Regions from separate parts of the Hordeum vulgare genome. Here region 2 is linked to region 1. Evidence: chromatin contacts called from public Hi-C data. All regions are on one chromosome and are shown on one strand. The core of a region is the stretch at or near the end of the contact, and the rest is flanking DNA. Distances in the headings are between cores, read along the strand shown. Region 1 holds the start of LOC123425917. Region 2 holds the start of LOC123425921 (DNA repair protein RAD16).

The links. A called contact is a pair of places that touch in the nucleus more often than the background predicts.
Region 2: a Hi-C map of seedling shows a contact between it and region 1, with 2.0 times the contacts expected there. The contact joins the promoter of LOC123425921 here to the promoter of LOC123425917 in region 1. A contact is called at or near these places in 2 of 6 Hi-C or Micro-C datasets (leaf and seedling) and 1 of 1 datasets of contacts at active chromatin or transcription factors (embryo).

Annotation. Positions count from the first base shown.
Region 1 is chr2H:220,014,784-220,019,836 of MorexV3_pseudomolecules_assembly, reverse strand. LOC123425917 reads left to right here and starts at 2,389. Exons shown (of 9, transcript XM_045109680.1): 1 at 2,389-3,004; 2 at 3,091-3,148; 3 at 3,277-3,343; 4 at 3,442-3,487; 5 at 3,589-3,687; 6 at 4,837-4,905; 7 at 4,990-5,053. The coding sequence starts at 2,507.
Region 2 is chr2H:220,298,729-220,303,353 of MorexV3_pseudomolecules_assembly, reverse strand. LOC123425921 (DNA repair protein RAD16) reads left to right here and starts at 2,336. Exons shown (of 15, transcript XM_045109684.1): 1 at 2,336-2,477; 2 at 2,549-3,618. The coding sequence starts at 2,450. It also overlaps the pseudogene LOC123426183.

The DNA.
Region 1 (5,053 bases), core at 1,140-3,639:
GTTGCGCCATCATGCGGAGCAACACATGGCCTCCCACCGTGACCACCACGTGCCACCCCACAACCAAACTTTAGCTGCAACTCACCTCAGTGTTGCCTCGCTGCTGCCTCACTTCGTGAACCGCATCCCACCGCGGCTCCTCCGCGCCGCCTTGTTCCTTAGTGAGCCAAGGCCGCAACCTGACTCCACCCGAGCCCCACAATCGTTGCTGCGCGCACCCATGGAGCTTATTCCCTCGCCGGTGCTTGAGGCCACCAGATACGTCGTCGTTGTGCCGCCAAACAGCCCCGTCGATGTTGCGTGCAACCTGTGGAGAGGCCACCAGATTTGCCGTCGATGCACGCGCCAAACATCCCCACCGCCGCTAAACGCAACCCGTGGAGCTCATCTCCTCGCTGGTGCTTGAGACCACCAGATCCGTCGTTGTTGCGTCTCCAAACGGCCCCATCGTCGCCGACACCATCGGGCTTTGCCCGACGATGCCCTCTCGCGGCGATGATGGGGGAGGAGGAGGAGGGAAGGTCCTCGCTGGCGGGATCTGGGGCGCTCCAATGCAGCTCGTAGTGCCGCACGGGAGCGAGAGGGAAAGCCAATACATGAGCTGTTGGAACTTAGTTCTCACAACTTTGGTCGTAGAGAGGACACACGATGTTGAATTTTAGTTACAAAGTGTTAGCACAATGTACGTTATGTGCATGAGTGGATTTTTTTTGTGCTTAAAATGGTTAAATTTCTAATATAAACAACATTTGGTATGTAGAAGACACAAATGGTGAGAACAATGTTGACGTCTGGTCTATTAAAGAAAAGATGAGAGAGGGGTGCAATTTAGCAATTAGCAACGCCATGCAAGCAGTGGCGAGCTTCAACAGGCTGAAACCTATCCTTTAGTATTTTTATTTCACCTAAATATACCACTTAACAATTATACCAATGTGTTTAACATGTTAATTACAATGCATTTGCTAATTAGAATTGGAAACTTGATGTTTTAAGCCACCCTTCAGTTCCATACTAGATTCGCTAGTGATGCAAGGTCTTAAATTGCATTTTTTTGCGCATGACCATACGATCCGAACTATAGCTGCGTTAGCTATCCGTGAGAATAGTGTTTTAAAGTACCCCTCCGTCCCAAAATAACTGTCTCAAGCTTAGTACAAATTTGTACTAGAGCTAGTACAAAGTTGAGACACTTATTTTAAGACGGAGGGAGTATTGAGACACTTATTTTAAGACGGAGGGAGTAATAAGTAATACTCCCTCTGTCCTAAAAATAACTGTCTCAACTTTGTACTAGATTTAGTACAAAATTGTACAAAGCTCACGATATTTATTTTGAGACGGAGGGAGTATGAAAAAGACAAGCCTACTAGTAAAGACCAAAGAGAATCCATCATTCAGCTAATTAGCCTATGGATACATGATTTATTATTTCTTTCCTAATTGCGCTATCGTGAGTGTTTGTGGGAGTCGCTTTCAAGCACGCGCGAGCAATGCCGAAGCTCCAAGATAACTGATAAAAAAAAATGGACATTGCTCCCTCTATGAACTAATATAAGACAATGATCTAATATGTGTTATATTACTTTAGAGAGGAGTACATTATTATTAGGGTTTATTTTCTTCATGTTATATAGTTATATACATGGTCGCTATGTATTAAATTTACGTGCACAAACGATCACAGGCTATTTTGTCTCTTGTACATTCACAAGGTAATAGCTTTAGCTATAGTTGATAGCGAGCTATGCAAAATATGTTCAATTATGTGACACTATAGCGTCATAGCTAGGATATAGTGTTACAAAGTGCCATAGCTTCGCTTAGCAATTTAAATCCTCGATCTAATGCAACAATTATGAATCAGTGAAGTATCAAGCAAATAACCGCTTCAATACATGTCCATGCATGCGAAATATACTAGTGCACCATGTACTCCAAAGAGGAGTAGTAATTTTAAATTTCCTTGTGCTAACTTCTTAGGTCAAGTTATGCCCTAAACTTTAAGTTTCAGAAAAATAACAAGACCAACAATGCTTCATAAAATAGTTACCACTTTAGGATAATGCCCATATCCAAGTGTTTTTTTTTCCCGATGCATAGTGTTTAAATTTGGTGCAGTGTGTCAACAGTGCGTGCAGTCGGTCAGCCCCACCAATTCAATGGGCAATAATTCCGGCTTTGCATGGACCAAGCCCACACACCCATCCGTCCTCTCTCTCTCTCTTCTCGTCGGAGGCAAAAGTTAGACTAATGGCCGTAGTGGTTGGTGCAAGTCGCTAGAGGAGAGAGAGAAGATAGGGATAGGTAGAGAGAGAGACTGCGTGTGAGTGTGTGTGCGTGGGGAAGAGAGAGAAGAGAGAGAGAGAGAGAGGAGAGAGAAGGACACAGACAGACGCAAGCGATAGAATTAAACAAACAAAAGCAGCCGTAGAAAAAAAGCGTAGCCAAACCAGAACCAAACCCCAAGGAGGCCAAGAAGAGGACGGCAGCAGCAGCAGCAGCCATGCCGAGGTCGCCGTCGCCGGAGCCGGAGAGGAGCTACCCCGCGCGCCGGAGGGGAGGAGGCGGGAACCACGTCCTCTCGTCGCGCTGCCGCTCGCCGTCGCCGCCGCCGCGCCGGTCGCTCCGCCCGCGCCGCGCCGCCGCCGCGTCCTCTCGCCCGCTCGTCGACGACTTCTTCCCTTTCCCCTCGTCGCCCTCATCGTCTCCGCCACGCCCCCAGCACCGGAGGGCGCCGTCGCACGAGCCCTCCAGCTCCGACTCCGACGGAGGCGGCGTGGCTGGCTCCTCCGCCTCCGACCGCCGCCGGCGCAAGCTTAAGCTCGTCGTCAAGCTCTCCCAGCTTCCTCCGGACCAGCACCACCGACGGGCCCCACCTCCCCCTCCTTACTCGGACTCATCCGAGGGGGAGGAGCGGCCGGCTGGCGGAGGCGAGGAGCAGGTCAAGCCGCCCAAGAAGCGCCGGATCGAGTCGCGCGACGACAGATCTCGCAGTCGCGAGGTGAAACATGCTGCCCGATTCGTCTTCGGCCTCGTCTTTACTTCACTCCGCAGCTGGCTGTAACACGAGATCTGCTCTTATTTTAGGTTGCTGGGAGGAGCGACGCTGCCAGCGCGCCGCGGACGAAGCGGCTTCCGGTGCCAGGTTCGATTTCTCTGTGTTTTTGCTGATCTCTTCATTTTCAGTGACGGGATTACGATATTTGAGCGCCTTTTCCCGAAGAAATGAAATTGTTTCTTCTTTTTTCTTTTGGTTTTTGCCGATGGATTTAGGGATGGCAAGGACAACGCCGTTGCCGGACCGGCAGGCGCTGGATATGATTCTTGACAAGCTGCAGAAGTGCGTGCTTTACATCTTTTGCACGGTTATGCCAAGTGTTTTTCTTTTCATGATTTGAAGAGCTCGATTTCTTATGCTGCTGTTTGATGATTCTTCAGGAAGGATACGTACGGTGTGTTTGCTGAGCCGGTGGATCTGGAGGAGGTGAGGGTGTTTGTTCCTGCGTCATGCTTGTTGTAGATGCTAATCTGACATACGGCTGGTATTGAGTGTTGATGATGCCATGGTTGTTTTGATTGGCGCAGTTGCCTGACTACAATGATGTGATTGAGCACCCGATGGACTTCGGCACCGTCAAGAGGAAGCTTGCTAGGAATGTATATCGCTCATTCGAGCAATTCGAGGTTAGAATTAATGTTTCTGTCGTATATGTAGTTAGCGCTGCCAATGGGAGTCGCCATTCGTTGATCTGTTGCTAAAATGGGTGTTGTTGGGGATGCACATCTTTTGTTCGAGCAATTCGAGGTTGCAATTAATATTTTGTCGTATATGTAGCCAGCGTTGCCAATCGGGGGTCGCTATTCGTTGATTTGTTGCTAAAGTGGATGTTGTAGTTGCGGATGCATATTGCTGTTTCGAGCAATTTGAGGTTATAATTAATATCTTGTCGTATATGTAGCTAGTGCTGCCAATGAGGAGTTGTCATTCGTTGATTTCTTGATAAAGTGGATGTTGTAGTTGGGGATGCATAATACTGGTTTGAGCAATTTGAGGTTGGAATTAATATTTTGTCGGATATGTAGCTAGTGCTGCCAATGGGGAGTCGCCATTCGTTGATTTGTTGCTAAAGTGGATGTTGTAGTTGGGGATGCATGTCTCTCGTTCGAGCAATTCGAGGTTAGAATTAATATTTTGTCGCATATGTAGCTAGTGCTGCTAGGAATGCATGTCGGTCCTCGAGCAATTCGAGGTTAGAATTAATGTTTTGTCGTATATGTAGCCAGCGCTGCTAATGGGGAGTTGCCATTTGTTGATTTGTCGCTAAAGTGGATGTTGTAGTTGGGGATGGCGGGTCATTTCAGTTCATACTGTATTTTTCTGGGAGTGAATTTCACCTACAAGGACCAGTCCAATGCTAGAAGCAACCTTTGAACATGTTCTCGTTACCTTGGATGCCAACTTATCTCCTCTCTCGAAACGCTAGCATGAACTTTTTCACGAGGCCCAACAAATGCAGCAACATAGCGTGTACTAACTAGTTTATCACATGCTTATGCTGACATTCCTATGATTAATTGTTTGTTTGCCTGTAATTTGTGCACATAATGAAGATGGTTAGATCTTGCACGTAACTCTTGCATTAGAGATCCACGCTAAAGTTTGTGCTAGTGATTATACTATCCCACCCTTAGAAGAAATTGACGTTGTTTCTAATATAATTTATATTTAACATTCACTGGTCATATTTGAGTATTGTAGGTTTGTCACAATTACTGCATGCCTTACTGATAATAATAGGTGAGCAGTTGATGACATTCTTCTTTAAATCGCAGGATGATGTCTTCTTAATTTGCAGCAATGCAATGGTGTACAATGCGCCTGATACGGTTTACTTCAGACAGGTATATTAGCAGCAGCCTTTCTGAAAAAATGATGCACTTACAGCACTTATGCTTCAATGTTTTGTGCTATGCTTATTTATGCAGGCCCATTCCATACAAGAGCTGGCAAGAAAGAAGTTTCAAGAACTTAGAGATGAGGGCATACCTA
Region 2 (4,625 bases), core at 1,087-3,586, 280 kb before region 1:
GCATGGAGGAAAGGGAGAGTGGGGGCGGTTGGGCTTAGGGTTTGGGGGGGTTTATACCTCCCCAATTAGGTGGGCTGGCTGGGTTAATTTGGCCTAGTTGGCCCACGGTTTTTTTTTTTGCATTGCCTTTTATTTTTTTAAAACTAGAGTATTTTGATTTAAGAAAATATATAATTTGCACAATTATTTACGATGCATTAATAGACACTGCTCCAAATTTTTTGTTAATTATTTGGGTTAGTTTGAATTCTCATAATTTAGAATAGGCAATTTAAATAATGTTTTATGGCACTTTATGATAATTACTTTATGGTACTTTATTATAATGTTTTTTGGCCTCTATTATAATTACTTTATGGCACTTAAATATATCAAATGATGTTGTTTGCTGGATAACAATTACTTTGTGAATACTTGTGACCCAACCAAAATTTTAGTTTTTTTTGTTTGGAGACATAATTTATTTTACTTTATCTTTAATTTAAAAATGGCTTTGATTTTTATCAAGACCTGGCACTATTAACGAGTGATTACTATAGTCTAACTACATTTATTACTGTAGCTTAATCCGAGGATGTCACAACTTCACCTTTGGGACAACACCGGGACCAGCAGTCCAGGCCCAGAGCAACAGGTCTCGAGTATCTTCCTTGCGGCGAGAGCGCGGCTCGATGTAGTCCAGCGAGCATCCATGGCCGATGAGGAAGGTCGCGATGTACTCGTTCCAGCCATGCAGAGGAACACCTTCCATGCACAGCCTGACGTGGTGGAGCATATCTTCGTTATCAGCATGGGTTTCTAGCCGCCACTCACGCACGAAGATGCGGTAGCCAGCACCGGGCAGGTCACCGCGCGACACGGCATCCGCGCACAGTGGTTCTGATACATAAATCTGACGAAGAACTACTCGGGATAGTGGCGCACCACATCGACGTCCGCTGACCGCGCGCCGAAGGCAGAAGCAATCTCAGCGCTCACTTGGGCGCAGGAGATGTCATGGCGAGCCCCCTCCAGCCAAGCCACAACCGCGTTGGAGGAGAGGAGCGCGGATTCCACTTGCATCTCCGGCGTCGTCGGGACGACGATGAAGTCCACATCCGACCTGGACGAAGCATCTCCACGACGCGACATCTGGGGCTGAGGCAACTGAAGCACAGGAGGTTGCTGCGCAGGGATCTCCGAGCCATGCCCGGGACGGGGCGCTGTCTCTTGTGCGGGAGCAAGAGCTGGGCGAGGCAATGGAGGAGGAGGCACATAATTGCAGTCGAGCGAACTAATTGGCTTCCATTTGTTGCGACAACCACGGGCCTTGTGGCCATTATGAAGGCAACGGCTGCAGTGGACAGGGTCACGCCACGTCACTGCATGGTGGCCGCATGCGAGGCACCGACAATAACGACCACGAAGCCAGCTGGGGATGGGCAGTGGCTTGAATGCCGGAGCAGGCAAAGCCGGGCGAAGCGGGCTCGCATGAGAGCAAGTACAATAAGGTACAGTCAGGAGGCTGTAAGAATTAAAATACTATATTTTTGCTGAGTTGGATGAGAGAGAAGAGGAGAGAGAAGGGAAGGGGGCTCTTCATGAAGAGCCGGCTCTAGCACGTGCTCCTAGGTGCTTTGTGAGAATGAAAGGTGAGCCATATATGATAAAGGTAGTACTCTTTTGTAGCTAACTATTGTACAAGCTAGATATAAGATGAACTATAAGACTGCTTATAGCCAGCAGTTGGCTATACTATTAAGCATGGTGTGAGTATGTTCTGCAGTGCAATTAAAATAGAAATACACTTCATTCTTATGTAATGCTGTTTTATTTTCAGCTACTGTTATTTAATACTCACATTATTGATAAATTATTGAACAAGGAAAGTAGTAGTAGCGAGGTTGATGATTTGATGGTACCAAATCAAGTGTGCAGGCTTTATACTTTGGAAGAAAACAAAATTATGCATGTTTCGTGGTGCCAAGTCAGGAGTACCTAAGATATCCCAAAAGAGGTGGGCATGGCGTGGATGAAAAAAAACAATGAATCGACATCGATTTCGTTCCTGTCTGTCACGCTCGATCCCCTCTCAAAAAAAGAAAAAACCTTACTAGCATGGGAAACATCGAACAACGCCTATGGATTGATAAAGGTCGGTTGGGTTCACGCCGCAAAAAAAAAAAAAGAAAAAGATCGGGTTCACACATGACGACACACACAACCCGACAGTTCCTTCCGGAGCACAATCCGGCAGTTCCTTCCGGAGCACAACTCCCCGCTGACCGGGTCAGCCCTTCCGCCCCCTGCAGTTCCTTCCCGCCATTTCCTCTCCCCATGACCGACTTAACCCCACACAATCCGCCGCCCCCAAACCCCCCGACTTTAAAAATCACGAGAAGCAACCCACCCCACACCCACCCCACCTCTCGCGCTTCCTCTGTCTCTGCGCCGCCGCCGCCGCCGCGCGATGCCTCGCCGAAACGGGAATGCATCTGGTAAGTCCCCTACTTATGCTGAACCCCTCGAATCCCGCCCCTCAAGCCTGAATCCCCGCCTCCCATCGCAGGCCCCGGCGGCAGTCGTCGCCGCCGGCGCGACGACCACGACGAGAGCGTCCCCTCCGATAACACCTCCGACTCCGACTTCGTCGCCGGTACGGATGACGAGGCGGGGGACGACGACGACGAGTTTGCCTCCGATGAAGACGCCCCTGCGCCTGCGGTGGCGGTGGCGCCGCGTCCGGCGTTGTCACCACGGCCGCGCAAGTCCAAGTGTAGGCGGAAGACGAAGAAGGGGAAGCGCGACGAGGACGGGCCGCCCCTGCCGTGGGAAGAGTGGGCGGAGGCTAATACCAAGTGGCTCGACGAACGCGTCGGGGCGTCGGAGGAGACCAACACCTCGGCGGCGGCGGTGGTGCCAACCGCGGAGCCGGCCCCGGAGGTGCTGCTCCAGCTGCTGCGCTTCCAGAAGGAGTGGCTCGCGTGGGCGCTGGCGCAGGAGGCCTCGGTTTCGCGCGGCGGCATCCTCGCGGACGAGATGGGCATGGGGAAGACCATCCAGGGCATCGCACTCGTCCTCACCGCGCGCCAGCTACGCCCCCCCGGCTCGTCCTCGCCACCGTCCACATCACTGGGCCTCCCGATGCGCCGGGTAGGGTGCACCCTTGTGATCTGCCCCGTGGTGGCCGTCATCCAGTGGGCGCAGGAGATCGAGCGGCACACGGCCAAAGGCAGCGCGCGCGTGCTGCTCTACCATGGTGCTCGCCGGGGCTCTCAGAAGCACGATTTCGACACCTTCGACTTCGTGGTCACCACCTACTCCACCATTGAGGCGGACTACCGGAAGCACATAATGCCACCCAAGATTCGGTGCGAGTACTGCAATAAACAGTTTTACCCCGAGAAGCTCAAGATTCACTTGAGATATTACTGTGGACCCGATGCTCTCCGCACTGAGAAGCAGGCGAAGCAGAAGAGCAAGAAGTCGGCTGATACCAAAGTGAAGGGGAAGGGCAAAGCAAGTGCTCACAAGAGGAAAAACGGTATTGAGGAGGAGGATTGCGAGGAATTGGCTAGCGAATCCAGGGGCAAGTCACTTCTACACTCAGTGCGGTGGGAGCGGATTATCTTAGATGAGGTGATCATATGCCCTTTCTTGCCGCCTTTTTTACGATTCGGCAATTTAATAAACTGCATATATAGATATGAAGTATCACGAAGTAATCGATTTTTTTTTTAAATGGAACACTTAGTTGTGGTTCATACTGTCAATCTGCCATGTGTCTGTATTACTTCTTAGCGATGTAACCCCGTTTTCTTCGACTAAGCATGATTTCTGGTTGTAGTGATCAAACATGGCAAATTCTTATTTGGGGGATTTTTTTTTAATTGTAGCCTCCAGGTGAACTTGTTACTGTATCTGTGAGCAATGCATAACATAGTACTATTTCTACAGCATTTCTACGTTCTACTGTCTTAGGTGATACACAAGCAGTTCTAATACCTGCATCGTTATGATGATAAGCTCTTGTCTAGTATTTTGACCAATAACCTGTTCCTATACATTTGGTTGTTCTTTGTCGTAATGTTTTGGTGATGACACTTGTAAGTATCAGAACTCTACTATTTGGTTTCTGTTATATGTCCGTAAAAATTAAGATAATGTATGATAGATTTACTTGCTGCATTGCATCATAGTGCATTACGTTGCACATATAATGTATGATAGGTTTACTTGCTGCATTGCATTACGTTGCACACAAGTGTTTTTCTGCTAATCTAAATCTATTTATTAATAGTCGGCACACCACGTTGACATCATGACAACATGAAGCATGAAAGCTGAATGAGCAGTTATGCAAAATCCACGAAGTTTGTAGCTCTGAATTTGATACCAAGGTCTTCTTTTCCCTGGCAAGCTCATTCTGGTGTTACTGAATGCTCCTGTTCTGTTGGTGTTTTCTAACATTGATGATGTTTGGCCAGCAGCCTAGTTTCGTGTCTAAAGGAAACTTATCCAGCAGTACTTGTCCCATTTCGAAATATATTACTTTCTGTACGCATGTTTCAGTAGATAATAGAGATACATATTAGGTTTTATCAAGTGGACAGTTTCTAGGTATGTTGCTATCGGCTAGTCTTTTC